Linked DNA regions of Mus musculus: regions 1, 3 and 4 are each linked to region 2. A link is a contact called in public Micro-C and promoter capture Hi-C data. All regions are on one chromosome and are shown on one strand. Each heading gives the region's core, a stretch centred on a gene start, on an enhancer-like site or on the middle of the called end of the contact. The rest is flanking DNA. Distances are from core to core; before and after follow the strand shown. Region 1 holds the start of Rnd3 (Rho family GTPase 3). Region 2 holds the start of Lypd6b (LY6/PLAUR domain containing 6B). Region 3 holds the start of 1700057H21Rik (RIKEN cDNA 1700057H21 gene). Region 4 has its middle 22 kb from the start of Gm13491.

Region 1 (3,356 bases), core at 94-2,593, 1.4 Mb before region 2:
GTTTATCTTCCTCAATTTCTATCTACATTATCTTTGAGTCATGGCCTCTCACTGAATCCTGAGTTCCTCAATTTGACTGGATTGGCTGGCTAGCAAGCCCCACGGATCCTCTGGGTCTGTCTCAGGAGTGCCTCCTTATATGGGTGCTGGTGGTGAAATTCAAGTCGCACTTGACCAAGCCCTTCACAGGCTGAACTTTCTTCCCAGACACCTTCACTACAAATTTAATAACTGACGCTTCCTGGCTGTCGGGGTGACTGGCAATGAAGACACTGTTCTCAGAAGACAAGAGAACAAACACAGTCTTGTCTGTCTCTTCTAAGACTTGTTGAAAGGGAGACTTGGAATGACTGGAGTACGTGTGTGGAGGAGGGGAGTCCCTAAATTTTCCACAATGAGCATGTGTGCTTTTTAAGTCCAACTCCTTGATTCTTAGGTGAAGGAGGGAGGGTACAGCTGAAGGGAGCAAAGAGTGCTTAGACCCCTGGTTCTAGAGCTGTCACAGAGAGAGTGGCAGTTGCGGCCAAGTTTCTGATAGTTTTTGTCATCTCTCTTTTTTCTCGCCCCTGCACCTATTCACATTATCATGTCACTCCCCAAAGCCTCCTACCTTCTCTGGAATAGCTGAATCTGACAGTTTAAAAAGCCAGTCCTCTACAAAGGTCAAGGAAAACGAGTTCTAGTGTTTGAAATAAATCATCTATGTTATTATGTACTATATATGTAGATAGATAGATAGATACATAGATAGATACATAGATAGATAGATAGATAGATAGATAGATAGATAGATAGATAGATAGATAGATAGAAGATAGATGATAGGTAGGTAGATAGATAGATAGATAGATAGATAGATAGATAGATAGATAGATAGATAGATAGATAGATAATGATTTTATGGGTTTGGGAACACAAAAACTTAGCCTTTCCCTTCCAAGATTTACTTCTGTATTATTAATTTGATTGGGAATTTTTTTTTTTATTTTCACAAATGATGACGAGGCTTCTGGAGGCGAGCCCCTTGGAAAGCAATTTGAAAGGAATCCCAATGCAAATCCATGTGCACAGATTATCTGCTTCCCCTCACCCTGGCCCTGAACAACCTACCCATCTGCAAATCCTGCCTGGCACCTTCAGGTTATGCCAGAACCTGGGTCTGCAAGCCATCCTGCACGCCACCCTAGAGGGCGCGCTGCTTACACTTTCCGCCAACGGGGCGGCCGTGCTGGCTCCCAGGCTCCATAAAAGGGGAGGAGGCGGATCGGTTTCCTTCTCTCATTGAGAAAGCGGAGCGGATTGGAAGGCTGGGCGTATAAAGCGGCGCGGAGAGCGTGAAACAAAGCAGACCGATCGGAATTGGACTTGGGAAGAGAGGCGCGGAGTCAGGCAGAAAACTTGTAGGAGAGGAGTAAAGAGCCGCTGCCTCTCCTCCTCCACTCCGCTGTGCTTAAAGGGGTTCCCGCCGGCCTTGCGATTTATTTTTATATCTGCTTTTTATAGAGAGAAGTATATATATATATATATTTTTTCTTCTAAAGAGAAAATTCCTGTTCCAAGAGAAAATAAGGCAACATCAATGAAGGAGAGAAGAGCCAGCCAGAAATTATCCAGTAAATCTATCATGGATCCTAATCAGAACGTGAAATGCAAGATAGTAGTAGTGGGCGACAGCCAGTGTGGGAAAACCGCGCTGCTCCACGTCTTCGCCAAGGACTGCTTCCCAGAAGTGAGTGTGACCCGCACGTCTTGAGGGGAGCGGCTGGTGGGGTCCCCGGTCTGGAGGACTGCGCCTTTCTCCTGCTTCACTGATTTTCTTGAAAATCTTTCTCATGCCCAGCCGTCTCTGCCGCCACACGGCCGGGAAGCGAAAGTGTCCTGGAAGGGTCTTGGCTGGGACCCGCCAGCACCCTGGGCTCTTGGCCCCAGAAACTTGCTGGTTTCAGTGTGGGAGGCCGGGTGGGGAGACCTGGGTGGGCTCTCGGGAGGGGGCTGCGTGTTTACTGTGTAAGGAGTGTGAGGTTGTTGGTGGTGGTGGTTTTTTAATTGGGGGCTTGGTGGTTTTTCAAGTGTTCGATCTACGGGTCGTGTTTTTAATAATCTCTTTGCCACCTTCCTCTTCTGTCCCTTTCGTTCGTCCAGAATTACGTCCCTACGGTGTTTGAGAATTACACTGCCAGTTTTGAAATCGACACACAAAGAATAGAGTTGAGCCTGTGGGACACTTCAGGTAAGACTCGGCACACCGCGTGGCGGTCTGAACCGGTGCGCCCGGGGGCTCGGGATCTGGTGCCCTGTCTGCTAATGTGGCTCCTTGAGGGACTTCCCGGTCCCGAGCCGCCGGAAAATGTTATCCTTTCTGGGCAGGGGCAGCAATGGGAGTGATTGTGGTCTTGGGGACAGGAGGACGCTAGGTGTCCGGAGTGACCCTGCTGGAGGAGCCTCTGGTGGCCGCATGGCCTTGTGTTGTCCTTCCTTGGAGCCGTGCCGGAGCGGGCCGCCAGGGTGGCCCAGTGCTGGAGCATACAGAGCAGCGTGGAAGCCCTCCCGCTCGCGGAGGAAGCCCCTCATGGGTGTCACCAGCCATCTGGTTTGGGGGCAGGGGCGCAGGCTGAGCTGGGAGAAGATCCCCAAAGCCTCCGGGTTGCGTGGGGTGTTCCAGGCTGAGGGAGATGGGTGAATGGCCGGAGCCAGCGCCCGTGACGCCTACTGTCAGGAATGCGCTGGTGGTGCCGGCAGCGGCCACCGCGGGGCCTCCGCCCCCGCAGCCTCTGTGCCACCGGTGCAGAGCGGCTTCTGCGGCCGCCCAGGGATCACTCTGTGCCAGCTCTCCGAACATACCACTCCCCTACCCTTTTGCTTCGGCTTCGCCTGCCTGCAGAGCCGCAGGCAGCACCGATCGCCTTTGACCTTCCTGTCTACTTGAATTATTGGCGCCTTGGAGGGTTCCGTCCAGAGGTCTAGGGTTCAAGGCCGGGTTGTTGCCTTCCCATGCGCCCACCCACCAACGTGGCACAAGGTGGTGGGGAGGGCAGATTTTCGCGGGCAGGAAGGCTGGCAGCCCCGGCTGAGTTCGGGGAAGGGACAGTGAGGACTGAGCACCCCCCAACCCCCACACACCCCCGGTATCAAGACTGGCCAGAGGCTCGTCGGGAGAAACGCCTACTGTTAGTAGAAACCATACCTTCTCCAGAGGAGCAGAAACTACCAATCTGGGAGGGGAAAAGCCGGTGCTGGTGGGGAACTGGGCTGCCAGACAGATTAGGGCGAAACTGGCGAGGAGGAGCGCACAAGCGCCAACACGCAGGGTTGCTGTCAGGCGGGGTGGCCCGAGGTGGAGCCGTGCTCAACTGGGA
Region 2 (3,622 bases), core at 940-3,439:
CTCTGCTATGGATGCAAAGAAGGCAGTGGGATTCCCCTGGAAATCAGGGAAAGCTTAGAGAAATTTCTAGAAGGCAACCTATAGCTGTAAACTCCTTCCCTTTCCCCTCCCCCAGACATCCTGTGGAAAAGGTAACGTGACCTAACTAAAGCTGCACACACTTAAGTGTGACCTTTCATACACCCTACCCTGTGACTCAGAGAGTGCCCCACTGGCACTGCTCCACCGCCCGCCTGCTCATCTCCATTTAGAGCTAAGCCCCACTTTCCTAGGGACACTTCACATTGTCCTATGTCCCCTGTGAGACAACCTCCAACACGGCTATCCTCACATACATCTTTCCTCAACGCATCCACCCCTCACTCTTGGCAGAGGCTCTGACATACACTGGGCATTGGCCAAACGTGGAATGACTGAATGAGTTAAGCACTAAATAAAAGCTGGCAGACTGGGCACCCAGGTTGTCCACACTGAGCAAGGCCTCCTTGAGGTGTCCGCAAAGAAAAGCAGACACGGCTCAACACACACAGTCCTATTTTTGTCTGCCCAGAATCGAAACTTGCTTCTTGAAAGCTGGCTTTCAAATCGCCTATGCTTGAGGGAGACAGGTCCATCCCAGTTAGCTGAGTTAATCCTCTACAGCACTGGTGGCATCTGGGTAATACAGATCCAATCCTCTTAGGGAAACCCACTCTTGATCTGCTGAGATGACTTGAACTTACTATGGTCCAGTGCTCCAGGAAGGTCTGCTGAAGGATAGAATAACGGAAGAGATCTCTCTCTCTCTCTCTCTCTCTCTCTCTCTCTCTCTCTCTCTCTCTCTCTCTTTCCCTCCCACTCTTCGTCTTTACTCTATTCCCTTCAGTGGTAAGCCTGAAGATATGGTGCCTGCTCTAATGACCATTGCATACAAAAGAATATGTCAACCTAGTGGGGAAAGTGCCCCTGAGGAGAGAACTTGTCCTGAGAGCTCATAGGAGTGATAAGATCTAGCTACACTGGAAACTGCAACCCTCAGACTTTTCCTTTGGAGGACTCAGCCAATTCCTACGTTGCATAAGACAACTTTCAAGTCACCAAACCCTAAACCCTAAGAAAAGAATTCTAACAGTTCACAATGGCAGAAGCAGGCTAATTGCCCCCTGCTAGAAGGAGGATACTGCACTGACCAGTCTTGAGCTTAGCAGCTGGGAACAGCCCCGCCAAATCCACACCCCCCCCCCCTTGCTACTATAGTCAGCTTGTCAGAAGGCTGCCACGACCCTCCCAGACACACAGACACTACCACTCCCACACACACACACACACACACACACACACCTCACTCCCTCCCCGATGTCTTCTATTCCGATGCCCGGGACCTCTGGAGAGAATACTTTAACACCTAGGGACTACACCGGGAGGAAAAACCCTCAAGCATCGTGCTAGGTACCTCATGGGCATCAAATAATTTAAGGGCATCTGATGATTATAACACCTATATTATCTTTTAGGTAACAGGCTCAGAGAAGTTAAGGAGCTTGCTCAAGGTCACAGAGCTAGTAATTTAAACACCATAATGGACCACTCTTCCCACTCCATCACTCTGATGACCAGGCACCAGACACGGGGAGGAGAGCAGCACCTTTCACCCCACAACACCCTCGGGCACACAGACCAGCGCGGACTTACTACGTATGCCCCCCTAGAGTACCCAGCCGACCCCGCTTCACCGAAGCCTACGTAACTAAACTAACCAATGTGCTGGTTAGTGATTTAACAACAAAGTCAAAAGCCAGGAAGGGGAGACTGGCGGCCCCCGCGGGCTGAGCTCAAGCGCCGCAGAGGGAAGGGCGGGAGCTGGCTCGCACTTGGCGGTGCGGTGGGGCCCCAGCCTTAGCCGTGGCCTCCAGCCCCGGAGTCACCGGGAGACCACGCAGCTCCCCGAGGCGCCCGCTCGGTCCCCCATCCAGATGTGGGCAGCTGCGCTCCCCTGCGGTTCGGAGAGTCCCCATGCTCCGCGGGGCGTTTCGCAGTGCTCGCCGCAGCCGCGCGCCCCTCCCAGCCCCTGCTCTGCGGGATCTGCACGCGGCCGCCCCGCAGAGCTCGCCCGGCTCACCTGCGCGGACGCCGGCCGGCTCCCGGCGCCTCGCTCGGCTCCCGGCCTGGGCTCCAGACACCCGCTCCGGGCTGGCGATGGCTGTGGCCGCGCGGGGCGGGGCGCGGATCCTCCCCGCCCCGAGCCACCTGGGTCGTCCCGGAGAGGCGGGCCGACAGGTGAGCGCCGCACGCCGGGGAGCCGCCCGGGTGCCCGCTTGGGGACGCCGCCTGGGTCCTGCGCCCGGTGGCACCAAGCCCAGTGAACGCGAGTAGGTCGTTTAATGCACCCGTGCAAAGAGGAGCTGTTCCCACCTAGCCTGGCCGGCTGGGAAAAGAGCGCGGACCCCGCGCGGAGCAGCTAGAGGGACACCGCAGCCCTCACAGAGTGAGGTGGAGTCACTCTGGGGTGAAAACGATGAGGCAAAGAGTGCTACTGACTTGAGAAACAGAACTCGGCCTTTTAGACCGTTCCGTCGTACCCCTTCCTTGCTTCACCTACCCCTCAAGCGATGACTTTCCTTATTTTAGTAAGATAATTTCCCATTGCTATGTCCTCCGCAACTTTGGATTGTAAATCCAACCTAGTTCCACTGCAGATAAATCCCGAAAGCCTTGTACAAAGGCAGGGCAGCTCAGGGCTCTGTGAATAGCAAAAGAATGCCAAAGTATGGTCCCCAGGTCAAACTGGCTCTAGTGTTACTCTGTGTTGTCACTTGAAAGCAAGCTTCCTAGATTTCAAGTCACTCTCCCCACCCCCCACCCCCCACCCCACCCCAGACAGGGTTTCTCTGTGTAGCCCTGGCTGTCCTGGAACTCACTTTGTAGACCAGGCTGGCCTCGAACTCAGAAATCCATCAGACTCTACTTCCCAAGTGCTGGAATTAAAGGCGTGCGCCACCACCGCGGCTCAAGTCACTCTTTTTATCACTTTTCTTCCAAACACTTCCAAGGAGACAGCTGGATTGTAGACCCACACTCTCAGAACGCCCCGTGTAAATGGTCAGGCAGATCTCTAACTTAGAAAGAGGTCACTCAGAGAGAAATTCACAGAATAGGATGGCTTGTCTGTCAGGCTTGCACCAGTGGGAACCAACCCAGAGTTAGGACAACTGACCCAGGGTGCGGCAAAGTTGACTCTGAGGCCCAGGCCTGTCTCCAAAGAGAGCATGGTGGCCTGGAGGCTTGAGGTGCTTAGCGGGATGCAGATCTCCCATAGAGACTAGGCACAGGGTGACTACTCTAGAGACTTCTAATCATGGGCTTTGCAGGTCAAGGGACACCCAAGCCACAGACTCTAAAAGAGGAGAATTTAAAAAGTTTTCCACTTAACAGACAGATGATCTTAGCACATATGCAAGGGGTATTGTGGTGTAGCTAGTTCCCCACTGGTTCCATTTATGGACTCACAGAGAAAACCAACCCAAATCTGCTACAGAAAACAATGCTCATCTTCCAAGACCTACAGAGCCCGTCATTCCAATAACACCTTCAGGGCCCTGCCATGACTGCCTACTAAACCTGCAAGGCAAAGGCTGAAGGCTCT
Region 3 (3,464 bases), core at 466-2,965, 1.7 Mb before region 2:
TGTATTTTCTGACCCCTTTTCTTATGCAACCCCTGTGAAAGGGTCATTTGACCCCCAAAGGTTGACTCACAGGTTGAGAACCACTGCCTTAAAGACCATTCTGTTGTTGCATCCTAAGGGAGACCTGAAGCCCAAGCAGCTTTCTCAATTGATGCTGGCTTGACATTTTGCACAGTAAGGAAGGGCAGGGGTATATATCTTTGTGGTTTGGCCAGGTTCATAGTATTTGTCTGTAATTGCTGTGAAACTTTCAGTTGGAGGCTGTTCTCGTTTTCATGCCCATGGCTTAGGTTTGCTGGAGTAATCTCATCTAATAACTGTGAGACCAGGACTTTAGAGAGCTGTTTCTGCAAGCCCTGTGGTTTGCCAGTTAGTCACAGTTCAGGGGTAAGTGAGGTAAGAAAGAGAGGCAGGAAGAAAAGGCAGGGAAACATGTATGTGGGTGGAGAGGGAAGTGTGGTCAAAGTCAAGGGCAAAGGTGAAACTGAGACTCCCTTATCCTGTCTATTCCAGTTGGTTTTAGGACAATCTGTTATTTATATTTTTGTTACTATCTAATAGAGAAGCATATATGAAAGGTTACATGTCATTTTCTTAAAGATAAGATGAAATTCTCACATCATTGTCTTGAGAGGTTAACATGGATTTCATGTTACCCTACCTTAAGACTGCTTTCTGCTTAAGTATCTAGAGGTAAGGGAAGACACATCAGGAGTCAGATTGCCATCCCCTGAGCTGGATTAAATTCTAACTACATAGAGTTTACATTTTTAAAAGTCCAGTTCCTTGGTTCCTAAGATGTCCTGTGATTGTGTGTTCTCTTGCTCAGAGATGCAATCCCTTCCACTATGCCTGAGAACATGGGGTCACACTCAGCAGTCACAACATCTAGAAATGTATTGATCCTACTAAAATAGACGCTTACTGTTGTTTGCTTGGCTGCTGGTCCCGGAGGTAAGAGCAGAGGATGGGCACTCATTGCTAAACAGAAAAAACAGAGTTCAGTGCTGGGAAGGAAGGGGTCACTCAAAGGCACAGGGTGTGCATGGGGTGTATGTGTGGGAGGTGTTTGGGAGGTGGGGGCTGGGGACGGGTCATTTGGGGAATTATTGCTCACTGCCCAGGTTGCCTGTAAATTGATGTTTGTTAGATACTGTGTTGAAATGGAAAACCCACAAATGGTTTCGCCAAGTCTCTGTAGTATTAACAACTCTCATTGGCCACAAGCCACTTGACTTTAATGGATTATCTGTCTTGGACTGTTGGGAAAAATGTCCCACCCTCCCCTCTCCGACTTACCATCACTTGTTCCTTGGAGTTCTTGTTACGGAGTGATCATTTGTTTCTGTTCCAGATTTGTGAACAGTCCTTAATTCACCAGAATCCAATCTAACGCCATTTAAGAAGCAGCATTCCATGTTAGGCAGGTGAAGTGCCAGCTCCTAGAGGCACAGAGATAATAATCTAGGCCATTTTACCACCCAGTGCAATAGCATCTGGGCAACGCAGACTAATCAAAAACCAGCTACAGTAAGCAGCATGACCCACCGGCTTCAGCCCTACGGAGATCCTCCCTGCCCTGCGCTCCTTGTTGTGTTTCATCCTCTCTCTGTCGCACAGCACTTGCCGATCACGTGGGAGTGGGTGTGATGCAGATGTTCTGTGATGTCACATAGCCCAATAAAGAGGCAGGGGTGCTTTGTAGCTTCCAGAAGGATTCCTAGGAGGAACTGACAAGTGGTGCTCTAAAGCCCAACCAACTCCATTTTTTAAAGAAGAAGCTCCAGTTTGTACGAGGCCTGACTCCAATTCCAGGATGAAAGCCATGAAGACCACTTGTGCGAACATCATACGGCAACTGCCCGGACTCCTGGACCCTACCCCTAGCAACGGCCAGTCAGGCTACACTGGCAGGGCCAAGGTACATATAACCTAAGACATCCTGCAGAAAATAGAAAATCTGGCCATCCTGTTTGTCAGGTGGTTTTGCCCCTGTATCTGGTTCCTACAGATTACGTCAGAAATGCAGTTTTAAAAATATTAACTTGCTGACCCGTATGGAAACTCGCCAAGCTTGTTGTAACCACTCATTTCTGAGCCATTGTCATGGTGCAGGTGAGAGTCCTTGCTCGCATTAAAGACCCTGTATGTTTGCATCGGAATTGACTCCTTGGTAGTCTTTGGGGTCCCTGAGACTTGGGCATAACAGTGCTAAGATAACGTAGTACAGACAGAAGCCTTGAGCATGCCATCAAATAAACTTCTTTCTTTACAAAGGAGACACTTTGAAGTGAAGCAGCATTCAGTCCTCCTAGTGAAACAGCAACGTACAATATAGTACGTCCAGAACTCCTTTTGTCATCTCCATTGCCTGTGCTTAGAACTGAAAGGCAGATTCTGTTGTGGTGTTTTGTTTTGTTTTGTTTTTTTCCCCTGCTTCTATTTGCTATCAGTTGAGAATATTATAATGTGGAGGTTGGGGCAGAGGAGAGGTGGGGGCATCTGGGGGTTAGCCTGGCTGAAGAGGAGGGTAGATTTCTGTTTGAAGAGTTTTCCCTTTTGAAAATATCCTAGGATTTCCATGCTGTTGTTTTGTTCTCACTTTGACACTGTTTATTTTTTTTCTTTTTTTGACTTTCCAAATTGTTAACTTTATTTAAATTGAAAAATATTTCTTAAAACTGCATATAGCATCAAGATCATTGATGAAAATCACCAGTATTTGTAAGGCAGAAACATTTATAGTAACAAAACTAGGGCGGGGGTGTTTTGCTGACATTGTCTGGGTACCACGAGCATGCACTGCCTGTGGAGGCCAGCAGAGGGCGCAGAATACCCTGAAACTGGAGCTGCAGAGACTTCTGCTGAGAATCCAACCAAGGTCCTCTAGGAGAGCAGCCAGTGATCTTAACAGCCCAGCCATCTCTCCAGCCCCTACTCCTGTCACTTTTTCAGAGACAATGCTTAAATTATAAAAGGGTGGAAATGATGTAACAAAAATATATGTATTTGTAAGTAAACTGTATTTAGTTTTCCTCTGTTGGCGAGGTGGTTAGAATCGATTTAGAAACAAATCCACAGGGCTACTTTTCTCTGTGGTGACTTGCAAGGGGAGAACAAAAACAACACAGTATTCTTTGGGGTCACCCTCCAAGCATTAAGGTGGAAGAGGGTCAAACCAAGCCACCATGTTCACAGCCAGCTGGTGCCCTCTGGATTTCTGTAAGTGGATCCACGCGGTTCACCTCTGACTCCAGATTCTCCCTGTTGAGTTTGGTTCCCTCAGGCCTCAAGGCTGCTCCTTTGTCTCTACCCTGGCTCCCAGGCACATGCTGAGCTCTTCAGCCTTCATTTTCTCTGCAGTTTTCCTTGCCTTCATTTACAGGAAGCAGCTGGGGGTGGAGGTCGAGGGACATTCTCTGGAACTTGTTATTGAACAACAACAACAAAAAAGGCACATGCCA
Region 4 (3,412 bases), core at 418-2,917, 1.8 Mb before region 2:
CTGATGTCGGCTTTTATACAGGCTCCAGTTAGTCAGTGGGGAGTTTTTACATTTATGTATAAGTGAGAAAGAACAGAGAACATTGTGGTGTTGAGTATTAAGAGAAGGAAGGAAGAAAGGAAGAAAGGGAAAAAAAGGAAGGAAGAAAGAAGAAAGAAAAGGAAAGGAAGGAAGAGAAGAAAACCCTAAAGGAGTCTTGCTCTTTGTGAGAAGTCAGCACACCTAATTTGATTTGCAGTCTGCAAAGCAATGAACTCCAGGAGCAAGAGTGAAGCAAGATGTACCATGCAATTAACAGCAATCTTCTGAGCTTCCTGTGACAGTTAAAGGAACTGCATCTGAATGTTGTATGGTGCCTGCCACTGGGGACCAAGAATGCTCCAGGAAAGAAATGAGCGGAGCAGCTTCATGCATGGGCTACTGTGGTTGTGAGATCAAAGGCTGTGGATGGCAGCAGCCCACTGCTGAGTGTCTGCCCACCCTGCCTCATGTCAGTGCCCTGGGGTTCTGCTCTGGCCATTGCTGAGAGTCCTACAAAGGGACACTGAGGAAGAAGCTTGATAATTTCAACAAGACCCAAAGAAGCTACTAGCTTTAAGCAAGAATATCATGCCTTTCTTAGTCTCTTGTGGCAAGTCACCGGGTCTGTGATTCTCTTCAAAATACTGTAAAGAACACCAGGAGAGAACAGCGCAATGCTGTGAGCCTGCACATTAAAAAGTGCTAACATTTGTTTCCATGTTTTCAATTTTCTTATTGATATATAATGGGAGGACAGCTGCATTGATTATGTCATGGTTTATGTGACACTGAATTAGTCTGTTCCTTCTTTATTTTTTTTCAAAATTACACATGCACACACACACATGTGCATGTGAGTGTGTGTATATGTGCATGGATCTTTGTGGCACGTGTGGAATTCAGCATACAGTTTTTTGGGAATCAGTTCTCTCCTTCCACCATGTGGAACTTGCAGACTGATTTCAGGTCATAGGGCGTGGTGGTGGCAAACACCTTTACCTGCTGAGTTTTTCTGCAGTACTTCCTTGATGAGTAGCCAACATATTTGGCCACTCATGTTTGTGTTGTCTGCCGCCTAGTGGAGGGCCACATTTACAGGAGGCCTTCGGAAGCTTGGGACCCATGGATGGTGTGCTGTTAGATAACTGAGGTAGTCTGGAGGTCAGGCCAGTGGTGAGTATTGAGAACGGTATGTTCCTTGTATTGGGCAGCTTATTGGCGGTCTTGCAGGAGAAGTATGTATTCCTCTTTATTTCAGTTATGCTGTGAACACAGCTGCATGTGAATGTGTCTGGGGATCCTGGCTTCACCTCACCTTATAATATTACCTCATGGTGCTACAGTAGAGCCCAGGCAACCATTTTGAAGCCTATACAAACCCATGAACTGTCAGGCACACCCTCTCATTCTTTTAGGTCCTAGTGAGCATTAAGGCTCAGTTGTACTCAGAGAGGATCAGCCATCCTCTTGGTGGTTTTCCTACCTTCCTGTTTCGTTCTTATTTTCTGGGATTATCAAATCCCGGGGTGCTTGTATCTCACTAGGTGTTTGGGAGAAACCTCGGCTTTCAAACTCAGTTCCAACAGTTGGTGGAGGCAGTGCCTAAGAACCTGGCAAGAGTATGAGGAAGTAGGGTGGACCTTCTTCTCAGACCACAAGGAAAGGCTCTGCTTCAGAAGGCAACAAGGCAGCCCCAGTGGTCCTGATGTGAAGTCTCAGGGAACAAAGGGAAGTGGGTTTCTGTAGTTTTCCCTGGGGTCTCATCGTCCTCAGGACAAAAGAACTACAAACCCCATGGTTCTGCAGTTTCTCAGTGTCATTCTTACCTTATTTGTGCCCAAAGCACAGTCCAGGAAATGTTTGTGTAACTTCACCTTGAGTAGCACATAAGCTTGCTTTCAAAGAGGAAACTTCAAACAAGAGAACCCTTTGTTCTCTCCATTTCTTAGTGCACAGGTGTGAATCCTCCCTTCCTAGTGTGTGTTCAGGAGGAGGAAGTTTTAGGATATTAGCAGTTAATATCAGGCCCTCAGAGGTTTTCTGATGCAGTTGTAAAAACTTTTTGCAAGTATGTGACCTGGCTGTGATACATACTTCCTAATGGTTAAGTGGGTTCCAAGTCTCATGTCCTTGTCCCCAGGCTACACTGAGGGTGGTGGCAGGTGATGGGGATCCACAAAGCAGCATCCTGACTGCCTACCTTTGTCCCTTTGGAGGACTCCTAGGATTACAAAGGTCATCAAAGATAATCTGTCTTTTAAATTCTGATTACAAACTCTTAACTTTATCTATGACTTCCTTCTCTTTTGAGCTATAACTTATTCCAGGGTTCTGGGGCTGTGGATTTGAACACTTTGAGGGGTGTTCAACATTTTGCTGTTGCAAGTCTTTTTGAAAACTCTAACTTAAGAATTGAAAATTTCCCCTACCTAGATAGAAATCTTCAGGCTAGAAGGGGTAGATTAATTCTCCCTCTTATTTTGCTCCTATTGCTTTTTGTATATCCTTTTACTGAACAAACACAGGCTCTTGATAAAGATGCCTTTCTTTCCCCCTCTAGATCCACTCACAGGTTAAGAAAAGAGAGTTTCCAGGTTCCTTTCATGTTCCAAGTCCACAGGCAATGATGGTAGTGTTGTTGTCAGTGCCCACAAACACTTCTGCCATCTCCAGAGTCTCATGACCAGCCTAGTGTCAAACCTGTGATTCTCTTGCCTTGGCCTCCCTGGGGCTGGAATCACAGGTGTGTCATCACTTCCAGCCAAGAACTAAATCTTGAGCTGGGTGATAATGGGCATTTGGGGAAAGTTCCCCAGTCCAAGACCTAAAGCTTCTTTGTGTGAAGAACTCTGCTTTTCTAACCTTTCTGCCATTAACCGCAGAGTGTAGTGCCTCCCTAAGTGGATTAGACAGAGGGTTTGACAGTAGCTGATGGGAGAATGACAGAATCCACATTTGATCTTTCAGGCCTCATATTTCTCCCCTGTAAAATGAGAATGCAATTTCTCTACGTGTTCCTGAGGCTTCCTGTCAACTGTAGCACTTCCTGTCAACTTAGTGACTCAATTAACTGCTGAACCCGAGAGAAGTCTACTAAGTGCCAGCTTCAAGACACATCGAGTTGACATCTTACCCTGGAGTTCAAGACTTGCCCATAAACAATGCCTGGGTCTATGTTTGTCCTCATGTAATCAGGGAGCAGTTGAGTTGCAGGGATGCTTTGCTGTCCCAGGAGCACATGTATATACTGGAACTCAGTTCTCTCAGTCCAGGTTAAGCCATTATCCTGATGTGCCTGCAACTGAGCACAGAGGGAAGGACCATCCAGGGATACGTGAGATTCTCACAGAAGTCATCCTCATACAGATAGTGCCACCCACTAGGGTAGAAG

The links. Promoter capture Hi-C pulls out the DNA fragments that hold promoters and counts their contacts. Hi-C and Micro-C count contacts between places; a contact is called where the count stands out from the background.
Region 1: a contact with region 2 is called in a Micro-C map of embryonic stem cells, with 5 times the contacts expected there. The contact joins the promoter of Rnd3 here to the promoter of Lypd6b in region 2. A contact is called at or near these places in 5 of 39 promoter capture datasets (the 3T3-L1 cell line, hippocampal neurons, liver and 2 more), 2 of 484 Hi-C or Micro-C datasets (embryonic stem cells and neural progenitor cells) and 3 of 115 datasets of contacts at active chromatin or transcription factors (astrocytes, embryonic stem cells and stem cell-derived neural progenitor cells).
Region 3: a contact with region 2 is called in a promoter capture Hi-C map of pre-B cells, with 10 times the contacts expected there. The contact joins the promoter of 1700057H21Rik here to the promoter of Lypd6b in region 2. A contact is called at or near these places in 8 of 39 promoter capture datasets (3T3-L1-derived adipocytes, the C10 cell line, embryonic stem cells and 4 more).
Region 4: a promoter capture Hi-C map of hematopoietic stem and progenitor cells shows a contact between it and region 2, with 4 times the contacts expected there. The contact joins the enhancer-like site here to the promoter of Lypd6b in region 2. A contact is called at or near these places in 6 of 39 promoter capture datasets (the 3T3-L1 cell line, hematopoietic stem and progenitor cells, hippocampal neurons and 2 more).

What each region holds. Positions count from the first base shown.
Region 1 is chr2:51,147,098-51,150,453 of GRCm38.p6, reverse strand. It overlaps Rnd3 (Rho family GTPase 3), which reads left to right and starts at 1,343. Exons shown (of 5, transcript NM_028810.2): 1 at 1,343-1,729; 2 at 2,143-2,230. The coding sequence starts at 1,580.
Region 2 is chr2:49,786,250-49,789,871 of GRCm38.p6, reverse strand. Lypd6b (LY6/PLAUR domain containing 6B) reads right to left here and starts at 2,189. Exons shown (of 7, transcript NM_001379382.1): 1 at 2,099-2,189.
Region 3 is chr2:51,436,151-51,439,614 of GRCm38.p6, reverse strand. It overlaps 1700057H21Rik (RIKEN cDNA 1700057H21 gene), which reads left to right and starts at 1,715. Exons shown (of 3, transcript NR_130155.1): 1 at 1,715-1,921; 2 at 3,386-3,464. Gm32434 (a long non-coding RNA gene) reads right to left here and starts at 1,623. Exons shown (of 5, transcript XR_374359.3): 1 at 1,549-1,623; 2 at 1,300-1,442; 3 at 926-981.
Region 4 is chr2:51,586,791-51,590,202 of GRCm38.p6, reverse strand. No RefSeq gene overlaps it. Among named protein-coding and RNA genes, the nearest start is that of Gm13491, 22 kb to the left of the region's middle. Within about 2 kb of position 1,667, at least 19 of the 459 cell types and tissues checked have an H3K27ac peak or open chromatin away from gene starts, as enhancers often do. A contact at or near this core is called in hematopoietic stem and progenitor cells, where this site is marked.